Linked DNA regions of Rattus norvegicus: region 1 is linked to region 2. The links are chromatin contacts, called in public HiChIP or PLAC-seq maps. All regions are on one chromosome and are shown on one strand. Each heading gives the region's core, a stretch centred on a gene start, on an enhancer-like site or on the middle of the called end of the contact. The rest is flanking DNA. Distances are from core to core; before and after follow the strand shown. Region 1 holds the start of Zranb2 (zinc finger RANBP2-type containing 2). Region 2 holds the start of Negr1 (neuronal growth regulator 1).

The links. HiChIP or PLAC-seq counts read pairs in DNA pulled down with a chosen protein or histone mark.
Region 1: a contact with region 2 is called in an H3K27ac HiChIP or PLAC-seq map of oligodendrocytes, with 5 times the contacts expected there. The contact joins the promoter of Zranb2 here to the promoter of Negr1 in region 2.

Annotation. Positions count from the first base shown.
Region 1 is chr2:249,227,849-249,234,046 of GRCr8, forward strand. It overlaps Zranb2 (zinc finger RANBP2-type containing 2), which reads left to right and starts at 4,162. Exons shown (of 10, transcript NM_031616.2): 1 at 4,162-4,447. The coding sequence starts at 4,392.
Region 2 is chr2:248,282,109-248,288,411 of GRCr8, forward strand. Negr1 (neuronal growth regulator 1) reads left to right here and starts at 1,368. Exons shown (of 7, transcript NM_021682.2): 1 at 1,368-1,612. The coding sequence starts at 1,455.

The DNA of each region.
Region 1 (6,198 bases), core at 2,912-5,411, 950 kb after region 2:
GATCCAAACTTGTATGATCTCATTTTTAAAAGTACTGTCCTGGTCAGTGGGAACTTTAACAATGCTTCCCCCAGGGGCCTGGCATGGAAATGTAACCCTAGCTCACATCACATTAAGACAGCCCCAGGGCTCTAAAGGAACATCTGTTGGACCCATACACAACAGCAAGAGAGCATCCAGAGAACCTCAAACCCTAAGTGTCTCATCACTACCACCAAGAGACAATAAAACAGCCCAGGGTTTCTATGGAATAGGACCCACAAGGGAACCAGTTTGGAGTAGCCCAAAACACAAGAGACTGTGATCTCTATAAGGAAGGTTTCCCTAAGCACAGCTGAGCCAGGCCAGGCTAAGAGCCTGCTTGCTCAGGTCCAAGCATGGTATTATAGCCTCTGACTGACTGTCTTGTGAACTAAAGATGCAGGCAGTTGGTCTTAAGAGATAAAGTGTACTACTGAAGCACAAGAGCTTCTCTAAGCCACTTTCCAGAACCGAACTGTGCTCTTGCCCAACATGAGACCCTTCTTCTTGGACTCCTCTTAGACTCCTCTTTTTGCCTGTTGTGCTTTGGCTTTAGTTGGGGGGAAGGGTGGTTAAAGCATATATGCTGACATTGGTTCTTAGCAAGTAGAGAGCCATAATCAAAGAGCTAAAGACTTACATATAAAAACATGTAAGTCAAAAACTTAAATATGCCCACAACACCTAATTAACCTCTTAGAGACCAAGATTTGCTCGTGTGCATGGTAATTTATTAATCAATAATACAGCATCATATATAAGAGCAATTTGCATGGATTATTCACTCTGAATGTTTCACCATGATAGGTTAAGTGTATCCAGGAGATGAGACAAAATTACCAAAGGATTAGAATAAAAAAAATGGGTAATTGTACTTTTCTTTCATTCTAATAGAGAATTACTCTTTACCCTAGGAATATCCCTCCCTGAAAAGCCATCTATGGCCTGTGAACTCACCTGTTGTGGTTATTGGCAGACATACTTTTAAGTTGTGCTTATTTTATCTCAGACTGACTACAGAGGATCTTTCTATTAACTTGACTATCCTAGAAACTATAACTACAGTTACTCCTTTATTATAATAACTGCATGACATTTTACTAACTCTGGTTACAATCCCAGTCTCATTGGTGACCACTGTACAAGACTAACTCTGAAGTTATTAAACTGAACCTAAATGGAATGATACAGGCTTTTCCATCTTGTGTCTGGATTTCTCAGTTTAATGTGGGTAACATTCACAATGTTCAATGCAGCTTCAATGTCATTCTTACTGTTGCATGTTGCATTTTACTAAATGACTATGTGATTATCTGTTTGCTCTGGCTCCCATTAACAAAATCTGGAAACTTACAACTGGGAGCAACATGAGTAATGACATTATGAACACTGTTATACATACCTTCAGTAGAAACATTTGCAGGGCTTAGGAAACACCCTAAGAAGTTTCAGGGTCATAGTGTATACATGCATTTGTTCAGATTTAGTTGGGTCTGACAAGTATTTTCCAAATTAAAAAAATGCTACTTGACTTGCTCTGGGGTTACATAAAGCTCACTGGATTGAAAATTCCACAAGACAAACCTATTGTAAGCTGAAAATAAATTGAACATGCCTAACTGACTGAGCATAATAACTTTGTGACACTGTACACTATAGAGTATAAGTCCTTCACCCTCATGACAGCTCACTGTTACTACCCAGAATCTCAAGTATATCAATGTCGCTATATTACAAAAAGTTGACAATTCAAACTTTGAAACACCCTGGGTATCATATCCACACCATGATGAAACTAAAATAATATAAATCAATCCATGTGCAGATGAGGACACATTGCCTACAATGTACAATAAGGACTCTGGCCACCCTCTACCCCTCTTCATTCACTTTGATGAATGGATCATAGTTTTACACATTATGGTTTATTTTGTAGTTCCATGACTTGCAGCAACAGAAGACAGAACAGGTTCACTGTTGTCTGTCTTTCTCCATTAACCATATGGAAAACTTAGATAAAACTTGCCCTTATCTGTGGGCAAACTACCACAGAGAGCCAAAGCTTAGTAGTGTGTGTTTGTTGGTTACTTCATTTCATTTTGCTATTTTTCTGTTGTAGCTGGCCAGGCATCTAGCTAGTAAATCTATAGTAAAGGCACAATCAGTAATAATTGAATTAATTTAAAAAACATTTTTCCAGCCATATGAACTGGGGAAATGCATATCTGTGAGCTACCGGTTTGTAAGGAAATACTTAAATGTTTCACAGCTCTCCTCCCACCCAGAGTGAAAGTACAGGAGAAACTATACAAGGAAAGGAAGTCTCCATAGTCTTCCAAGTGTGGCGGAAAAGCATAGCACACTTTCTCTTTCCCTCACCACTTCACCCTTTGTTAGGGCCCTAGTCAAATGCTATAGCTATGACAAGCTGCTAAAAATCCAAGGGAAATCTCTCACAAAAAAGGAATGGGGGAACACTGCAAGACAGACTACATGAGAGGAATCTAAGAAAAAAAGATGGATGGAGAGGTTTGTCCTCCAAATCTAGTATGAATCCAACCAAGTTCTGTGTTCAAGTATCAACTGAGCAAAGCGGGATGGAACTGATTCATGTAATGAACTACAATTAAAAGTATTACTAAGATACTAAAACAATCCAAGTGTTTATATGTAGGACAGACTCAAGACAGCAGGGGCTGGAGAGTTGGCTCGGAGCACTGCTTGCTTTTCCAGAAGTCCACACATGCTGATTCACAACCATCTGTAAATCCAGTTTCAGAGGATCCACACCTTCTCCTGGCCTCTGAGGGCGCCCAGCATGCATGTGGTACACAGACATACATATAGACAAAACAACCATACACATAAAAGCAATTTGTTTAAAGCACAGCAAATACTCAGAGGAGCCAACTGATATAGAACCAGTACTCACACGCCAAGACTGAGCCTGTGATGACAACCAAAGGATTGCTTGCTAAAAGAAAATAAAAATTCTACATTACCCAAGATAAAAATCCAGGGAAAAAAAAAACCCCAGTGATTATACAGTGCCAAATAGCTGGGAAAGTGTGGACAACTATCAAAATAAAATGCAACCAACAGCTTTCAGGTGAGATGATCAAGATGGATATAATTATCAAAGGTGTTACATTAAAACCAAAACAGTTTAACAACGTTTTTCCTGGATGAGCTATATGCTAGAAACCCCATGTAAATGCAAGAACCTGTGTGTATAGATGTTCACGAGTGTTGATCAACAATGGCAAAACATGGGTTTTGTGGGTTAACTATAAGAATAATTGTGACAAAGGGCAGGGTTTGGAGCTTAACTGTCAAAAGAAAGAATTCTGGATATGTATCATTAAAATAAAAGTGAGCTACATGCAACTGTCTGCAAACTCAGAATCTATGCCGAACTAAAAGCAACCCCCTGTAACAGCAGATTATCCCTGTTTCTCACTTTAAAAAATAAGCCTACAGTATATGAACTAAGTCTTTTATAAAGCAAGAGTATAAACCCAAAGGGCCAGTGTTAAATCTGGGGAAAGGTAGTGAGCTGGGGTCAGAAGACACTAGTAATTGTATCAATACTGACAATGTTCTATTCCTAAAACCTTTGGATGGCTCTTCCGTGTTCAGGTCTTATCTCTTACAGATATCAAGTATTTTAAAAGCTAAGTTTTTAAACAACAGCCCAAAAAGGAAAGTTGTCTCCCTTTATTAGAATGACTTTTCCGTCCAAATACTAAGCAACCGGACTACACAAGCCAGGTGGAGCTAAAAGTAAGACTCTGTTTTCTCACAGGAAAAAGCCTAGCGTTTTGACGTGGCCTACAGAACCTGACAGAGGTTCGAAGTGGTATGGACGAAACAGTAAAGTCCGGAGAAACCTGGGCTAGGCCTCGGACTCTGTCCAAAAATAAAAATAAAATATCTTCTCCCAAGACTCGAACCGCCCACCTTATCGCTCGCCCGAGTGAACCCTAGGCAACGCGCAAGCCCGTGGGCTGCCGAGGCTCGCCGAGTCACTTCCGCCTCTGAGCACTTAGCCCCGCCCCGGAAGCGGAAGTGTCTTTCTCTAGGGTCCTTCGGCCTGAGGAGAGCTCTGCTACGATGGCTGCCGTGCCGGGCTGTCCTCACAACGCCTGCTCAGGAACTCCGTGAGGCCGCATCGAGGCCGAGCTTCTGGACCAGCTGCTGACTCTAGGGCGTCGTCTCCGCACTGCTGCTCCAGGCTCGCTGTCAGGCGGTCTGCGTTCTCCCCCACCCCCAGGGGAGGGCGGGTCCGGCGGCGCGCGGACAGCCCGGCGCGAGGCCCCGCGGCTCCGGTGGGGACGTCGCTGCGGGCGGCACTGCTGCTGGCGTCCAAGATGTCGACCAAGAATTTCCGAGTTAGTGACGGGGACTGGATCTGCCCTGACAAGAAGTGAGTGCGTCGGGGCGGCGTGGGTTCGGGGCCGGCAGGGAGGCCCCTGTGAGGGCGGCGACGGGGCCGCGGCCTTTGTGGGGACGGCGGGGCGGTCGCCGCCGGCCTTGAGCGGTCGCGGGCGGCCCGCACGTGACCCCGCGCGGAGCAGAGCTCTCGACTCAGTAGCTTTACCGGGGCTACACGCTGTCGGTCCCTTCCTCGCTGCGGCCGCCGTGCTTTCGGGCCTGACCGTCCCCAGTGACTTGGCTTTTCTCACCCTCCTGCCTAGAGCCAGGAGGCCTGGGCGCGTACGTGGCCGGGAAGCCGGTGTGCTCCGCTTTTGGCCACGGAGATCGTACTGAATAGGTGTCCCTGTTTTTTGTTTGTTTGTTTGTTTTTTTAAACTGATGTACCAGCTCGTGTTCTTGGAAAGCCAGAGCCAGAGCTGAAGGAAACCCGGGTTTACTCTTAGTTCTGTCTACTGCAGAGCATGTAGCTTGAAGTACCTCTGCTAGAAAATACATTGCTCGATTACAGTTAACACCGAAATAACATGGGTGGTGTGTGGAAAGCAAGGAAATGATGTCACTCACATTCACTTGGTTGGTATCTAACTGATGTTATCAGGCTTAAGCACACCAAGTCAGCAGACTAGAACCGAGATCCTCCTGGTCTGTCACTGCAGGGAACTGTGTGACACATTGGAATCCTTCAGAGATTAAGACACTAGCCTCTACCATCTAGGAGACTCTGAAATGTGCTCTGTGTCTTACTGAAAACACCCATATATTATGGGAAGACTCTTCCTTCAAAGTACTGTACACCTAAACTCGGCAGAAACAAAATGTTATTTCTACCGAATATGTAAATCAAGGAGACAGTTTCCAAAACATATTTTTAGTGTGACTTGGAACTTGTGTATTTTTTTAACAGGGAAGAGCAACCATAAAGTTATATGGAGTCATTCAGTTTAGTGTTAGACTTCCATTCACTTATTTATCTCATTCATTTTTAAAATCGGGTGGTGGCTTCTGAAGCATTAAATTAAGTATCTAACATGCTTTAACTGATAAATACTACAGTCGTGCAAGTATATAAAAACTTAAAATATTTAATGTCATAAGGTTACACTTATTAGGTTGGTTGTGTTTTTATTTCTTGTTCTTTGCAGTTTTAGATTTCTTAAATACTGTAAACTCAAATTTCTTTACTACTTAGTTATGTTTTTAGTTAATATAGTCAGTCTTTTTCTTATCATCCCACTTTCTACCTCAAAGAACATTTCATCAATTCTCTGGAGTCCTTCTATACCTGTTCTTTTCTGGTGGAGCCGTCCCTAGGATTTTGTGATTTTTTTTTTTTCCTTCCTTTTTTCTTCTAGACAGAATTTCTCTTGTGTGTGTAGCCAGGGTTGTTCTGAAACTCACAGAGATCTGCCTGCCTCTGGCTCACAACCTCTGACTCACAAGTTCTGTGATTAAAGCTTGTGCCAACACCCAGCTTGAATTTTATGCGTCTTCTAAAACTCATCACATATATTACTTGTACTGAGAGTTCATTTGATACTCCTTTTTGTAAATCTCTCTGGTATCTTGTCTAATTGTTATAGAAGAGTCTGATGACACTTGGAACAAGGGGCTTTTATGTCTAATGATGCATGCAAGTTTGAAGATAGCAAGGTTTGGATCCTGAAGTGGTTCCCATAGCTGTAAAGCACAAGGTTGAGATTTTTACCCAGCTCTTGTTTCTTCCCGCTGAAGCTGATATTA
Region 2 (6,303 bases), core at 118-2,617:
AGGAGGCAGGTTCAACCCAGCTGGTAGTCGGTGAAAAAAAAAATAATACACAGGGACTCCTTAAAGCCGAGGAATGCCTTGGCTTCAACCTAATGCGCGAGTCTTCCGCCCAATAGGCTCAAATGGGTTAAACTGCCTCTTACATAACAGAACCGCCTAGCTCCACACAATTAAAACACTGATTGCAGCCTCCTCCAACTCTGCATCCCAGCAAGGCCCGCCCATCCCTCCCATTGCGCCTGCGTGTCGCGCGCTCCCGGGCCCCGCACGCGCCCTGTACACTGTCTCCCTCTCACAAGTGCACACTCTGTGCTGACACCACACGCTCACACACACTCATGCGCAAGTTAGAATCAAGACGCACAGAGAAGGGCAGGCGTTCTCCAGTTCGCACAGGCGGACTCACACACGCACTAGCTTTCGGTCCGCAGGCCTGAATAGTGTTCCCGCAGAGCGGCAGTGCTGCCACAATCCCCGCTCATCTCCAAAAGAGGGTGAAAAGACATAAGCACTGTAAAGAAAAATAAGGAAGGGAGGGGAGGATAGAGAGAGGGGAGAGAGAGAGAGAGAGAGAGAGAGAGAGAGAGAGAGAGAGAGAGAGAGAGAGAGAGAGAGAGAGAGAGAGAGAGAGAGAGAGGCTAGCTGGCAGTTTCTTAACAGCGCTACTAGCTAGTCAGGATTAAAAAAAAAAAAACCCATACAACAAGACAACAACAACAAAAAAGCCAACTCACTCACAGTCTTGGGCGTCATGATGGCGCCGACCCCAACTTGAGCACTTTAAAGTCGGGGGCCCGGGGAGCTGAAAGAACCGGAGGGCCGGCCTGGCCCCCATGCCCTGACTTCCCAGCCCCGCGGCTCGCAAAGCTCTCTAGCTCGTGCTGTCAAGCCGGACTAGACCTCGGCGTATCCTCAGTCGCCCTAGCTTCCCTGTCCCTCTCCTTCCCTCTTTTTGATGTATCTCTTTCGCTTCTCGGCCCCCCTCCCAGCTTGGTCCTCCATCCCCGGGCGGGGTTGCTACGGAAACGGCCGCTTGGCAACGCGCGCGAGCCCGGGGGCCGCCGGCCGCTGCTGCGCCCCGCGCTGCCTGCGCCGCCTCCCGCGCTCTGCTCGCCGCCTCGCAGGACGGTGTGCGGCCGCCAGGGATTAGCTACGCTCCGGACGCGGCCCGGCGCCCCGAAGGAGGTGGAGCGCGGTGCCAGGGGGCGGGAGGGGAGGGAGGGAAGGCAAGCTGCAGAGAAGCAGAAAGGAGGCGAGGCCGGGGAAAGAGGGAAACTACGCCCGACAACTAGGGAGGGGGCGAGAAAGAGAAGAAACCCACCCACCCACTCAGAAAAAGGAAAAGAGGAAAAAAAATCTCGTGTGGCGCGCCGCCTGGTTATCGGGCAGCCTCGCCAGCAGCAGGGGGTGGGAGCCGACGCTGCCGGAGAGCGAGCAGCCTGGCAGGCACGGACATGGTGCTCCTGGCGCAGGGCGCTTGTTGCTCGAACCAGTGGCTGGCGGCGGTGCTTCTGAGCCTGTGCTCTTGCCTCCCGGCTGGGCAGAGCGTGGACTTCCCCTGGGCGGCCGTGGACAACATGCTGGTGAGGAAAGGTGACACGGCGGTGCTCAGGTAGGGACCGCGCGCCCTCTCCACACTTGCCTCAGTCTGTCTTTCCGTCCCTTTCCCTCTCTGCACCTTGCTTTACTGCGAGCGTGAATCCTGCTGTTGCTCACGAGCAAAAACACCACACCTCAGGCTAGCCACGCATGACCCTTCCCGGGCTCCCGGACCCCGGGGCAGGGGACTGGTTGGATTAGGGAGAGAGGGAAAGCTTTCTAGGCTGCCCGGGGTTAGGGAGTATGGGGTTTGAAGGAGGGGCAGGTGCCACTTTGTAGCTGGGTCTCCGCTCTGCTGCCAGCAGTACTCCAGGAGTCTGACAAGTTTACAGGGCTTGTTTCTGCTTCACTCCGTAAGCGACTTTTCTCAACTGCTGGCTCTGTGCTCCATTTATTTTCCCTCTCACTTGAACAGTAAGATCCAAATATTCCATTCAGCTTTCTCCCCCTCTTGTAGCTATTCTCCTTCCTTGTTTTTCTCTTCCTCCTTCCCCTATCCAGTTTGTCCAACTCCCTCTTCAGTCACCCCATTGCCTCCTGTCTCCTGTTTACCCCTATTCTATTCCTTTTCCACTGTTTTGCCCTCACCTTAGGTCCTGTCATTCCTTATTCCCCGTTTCTCCAGATTTCCCTTTCCACTAATTTTTGTTCCTCACCATAGCCCCGGTCTTCCCCTCCCAGACCCTCATCTGTCTTTAGCTTTGCCTCCCATGCACTTTTCTGTCACACCCACACTGAAGGTCCAGTACCATTTTCAAATCCCATAAATCTCGATTTTATGAGCACACTCCCTCTCAGCTCTTCTGTCCTCTCACACACTGGCACTTCCCTCCTGTAAGGAACACTTCACACTCAGATTCTCCCTCAGTGTTTAAAGGGTGAACTCCACACTCACCACACACGTGAACGCCCCCGCCCCACACACTTCCCTTCCTCTTCTCTCTTTAGTTTTCCCTCTTGTTTTCCTCTATTTTCACTGAGCTGAGCGTGTGGACAGAGTGTTTGTCGTGAAAGGACCCACCCCCCAACCTGTTTTCCCAGAAAGCACACTGCTAAGTGTGCCCAGGGAAGATTTCCTTTCCAATTAGATATAAATTGATGACCAGTAATACTTAAGAGCTAAACAGGGTTCCCTGCCCTGCCTTACTCCTTCACTTCCCATAGAACCACCTACCCCTCCCAACCTGGTTTGCTTTGCCAATCTCCCTGAAAGATCTTCGCTCTCTCCACTGGGTGGTAGTTTGCTTATGAGTACAGATTACATGAAGCCAGTATAATACATGCATGTCTAAGGTGGGGAAGAATGCTTATTTATGATTGAAGCAGGCAACGTTTTAAATTTAATGATGTAGGTTTGAGGTATGACTTAAAGCTTTTTAATTGTTCTTGAGGCCAGTTACACAGATCAGTTCTAATACATGTTAATACCTTGTTTTAAGGACATATTATTTTTTGTTAATTGTCTTGAGAACACAAAAGTAATGGATTTTGCTACAGTATGGTAGAATAACTTTTCATTTTTGACAAAGGCGAGGTGTGCTTTGTCACGGAGCAGATGTGAATTAAACTCCCCTTTATTCACATTATTAGTTTCTTGGTAAGTTTGAACATCAGCTTTAGGTGCAAGCTCGAATTGAAGAAACAGAAATCTGTGTGCATTTGAAGTAGCAAATGGCTAGAGTATGACAAGCGGCACCATTTTCAGCCTGAAGGATTTGATCCCTCACTCACATCCTGGTGAAATACCTTGGCAATTCCTTTCCTAATGAGCAGTTTAATAAGTGTTATGGCCAATTGAAGTATCCGGAGCATGTTCCTACTGTGGTATGTTTCTTGCTTGCTTATAGACTTCAGACCTCATCCTTGTATGACACACTTGAGCTTTATAGCATTTTAGGGAACTCTTGACTCTTGAAACTTCTCAGTGATATTAAGCAATTGTCTACATCTTAAGTACCGTTTTTGTCACTGGAAGCAATTTTATCTGCTTTACTCTTTTCATCAATTTCATAATTCTATATAAATTCTCTAATTATTGAACTTTTTGATCACCCAGGTTTTAGGGACGATTTATGATTTATTTATAGGAGATTGCATGTTCATTAAAACATTGAACATTGCTCTCAGTTCTCTGTGACTTCCTTAGCATCTGGTATTGACTTTGCCCATGGGCTGGTACAGGTGGGCTTGGGAAAGAGCAGATGGTGGCCAACTCAGGGGACATGCTCTCATTAGAAGATATATATATATATGCTATTTTGTTACTCGCTAGAAAAACAAAACTCTACCCTACAAACATGTGCCCCATTCTTATCAAAGAGTGTGAACTAAACACTTAAGAAAACACTTAACAGGTCAATATGACAATTTATTGTCACTTTTTTTTAAAATTATTACAGCACATTCCTTAAAGCATCTTATGGAGAGTAGTGAGATAGCTGTGGGCAGATCTCTCGGAGTGCTAAAGCCTGGGAAATGCAAACATGGCAGTTAGTGATGTAGGTGCTCCAGATTGCTAATGAAGGGCAAAGTCAAAGGTCAGCTGATACACTCCTGTCTCCAAAGTGCCAGGGAGTCGGTTTTTTAAAGAAAAGAATAACAAGCAACTAAAACCTTCCCTTGAGTGGAGCTTGTAACACAAAGGAAACCCTGCCATTTTCCACTGTCTGTCACCTTGTGAATGGTCACCACTGTTTAGCTCACCTAGAGGAAGTACAGTGAGTTACAGGTAATCACCAAGGTTTCAGCTCTTACCCTCTGTCTTTTCAGGCTGCCAGAAAAACACACCCCTCTGAGCCACTCAGTAGAACTGTGTGGACATTCTAGGCAAAGCATTTAATGATACATGTATTCAACAGAGTAATTCTTACATAAACTTTTTATTTCAAAAATACATGAATTTATTTCCAGAATACATCCTAGTTTTAAAAACATCATTTCCCCCATTTGTATCAATATAGAATTTGATGTTCACTAAATTCAACTGCATTATTCTATTTCTAACAAAATGTGTTGATTGGTAAATGGGGAGGTGTACTTTTTCTCCAGTCTTCACTTTGCATTTTGTTGTATGTAGCAGATCTGAGTCATTGTGTCATTTGGTGACAAAGCAGAGGACAATCAAAACAAGGACTTCTTTAGGACCCAGGGCTTCTAGCCCTGAGGAGCAGAAGCAAAGAAATTTACATATAAGTCAGATGACTTTTTGGTGATAACTAAAACATAATCAATTTCTTTGTTCTCACTTTACTGTCAAATATTGTTGGGCAAACAGGTTGAAGATGCCTGTGGTCTTTGTAAACAGTTACAAACATTTGTATCTTCCCCACACCTGCACAGTTCTTTGTTTTGGTCATTCTTTTTCCAGACAGGGTTTCTCTGTCTGTCTTGGAAACTGCTGGTCCTGGAACTCACTTTGTAGACCTGGCTAGCCTCAAACTCAAAGAGATCTGCCTGCCTCTGACTCCTGAGTCCTGGGATGAAAGGAGTATGCCACTATGCCCAGCATCTGTGCAATTCTTAAACATTTCATTTTCAAATCTTTTTTATGATGTTTATTCATTCAGCCATTCTGCATGGATTTTGTAAATTTCCAGCCACTTCCCTGATATTAATTCAAGATAACTTACTCTGTGCTTGTTGTGCTTTTAATTAAAGGAAGGAAGGAGGATAGGGAGGGAGAGAAAGAAAGTCTTCCTTACAAGTGATACATTCTGTTGCTTTAGCAAAAGAACACAGTTATGCATTCTATGGACTGGACTTGAGTATCAGTTACTGGGTAACATGCTGTGTGGCTTTTGGGGAGAAGGGCAGGTGATGCACATTCAGGAGAGTACATGTCTTCACAGAGGATGTTTCTGCTGGAACCATAATCTTGCCAATAGATTTAGAAATGGTACCTTGAGTATTCATTCCTGTAGGCCAACACATTTGCTGTTTTCATTCTACATTAAGTAGTCTGGATTGAAATGCATACTGTTGGTTACAACAAATGATTTATGTATGAGGAAGTGGAATCACCAATAAATAGAAGTCAATTAGATATCCTTAGGGAAGACCATTGGGATGTCTCCTTGTAAGCTGAGTCCCTCCTGTACAGCAAAGTACCATATTCTCCCAGTAAACTGTTCATCAGCACGAAGATCTTCAATTTGTAACATTAAGGTATTATTTGAATGCTCATGTGCTGATTTGATAGACTTCATAAAAGCATATCCAAAGCTCTTAAGGAAGGAAGGTGCCATCCTTGATTTTAATTGTTGACTTGAGCTATCTGTGATATGTCATGTGTGGTGATGTGTCATATGATGTGCTGTCATGTGTGGCAATGTGTCATGTGTGGCAATGTGTCATATGTGGCAAGTGTCATGTGTGGAAGTATGTCATGTATGATTCCATGTATGGTGGTATGTCATGTGTTGGAACATATGTGTGGCAACGTGTCATATGTGGTGATGTGTCATGTATGATGTAATGTGTGGCAGTATGTCATGTGTGGTGATGTGTCATGTGTAGTGTCACGTGTGGCAATGTGTCATGTGTAGCAATGTGTCATGTGTGGCAAGGTATCATGTATGGTGTCATATGTGGTGATATGTCATGTGTGGCAATGTGTCATAGTGGTGATGTGTCATGTATGATGTCATGTGTGGTGATGTGTCATGTGTGGTGATATGTCATATGTTGCAGTATGTCATGTGTGGT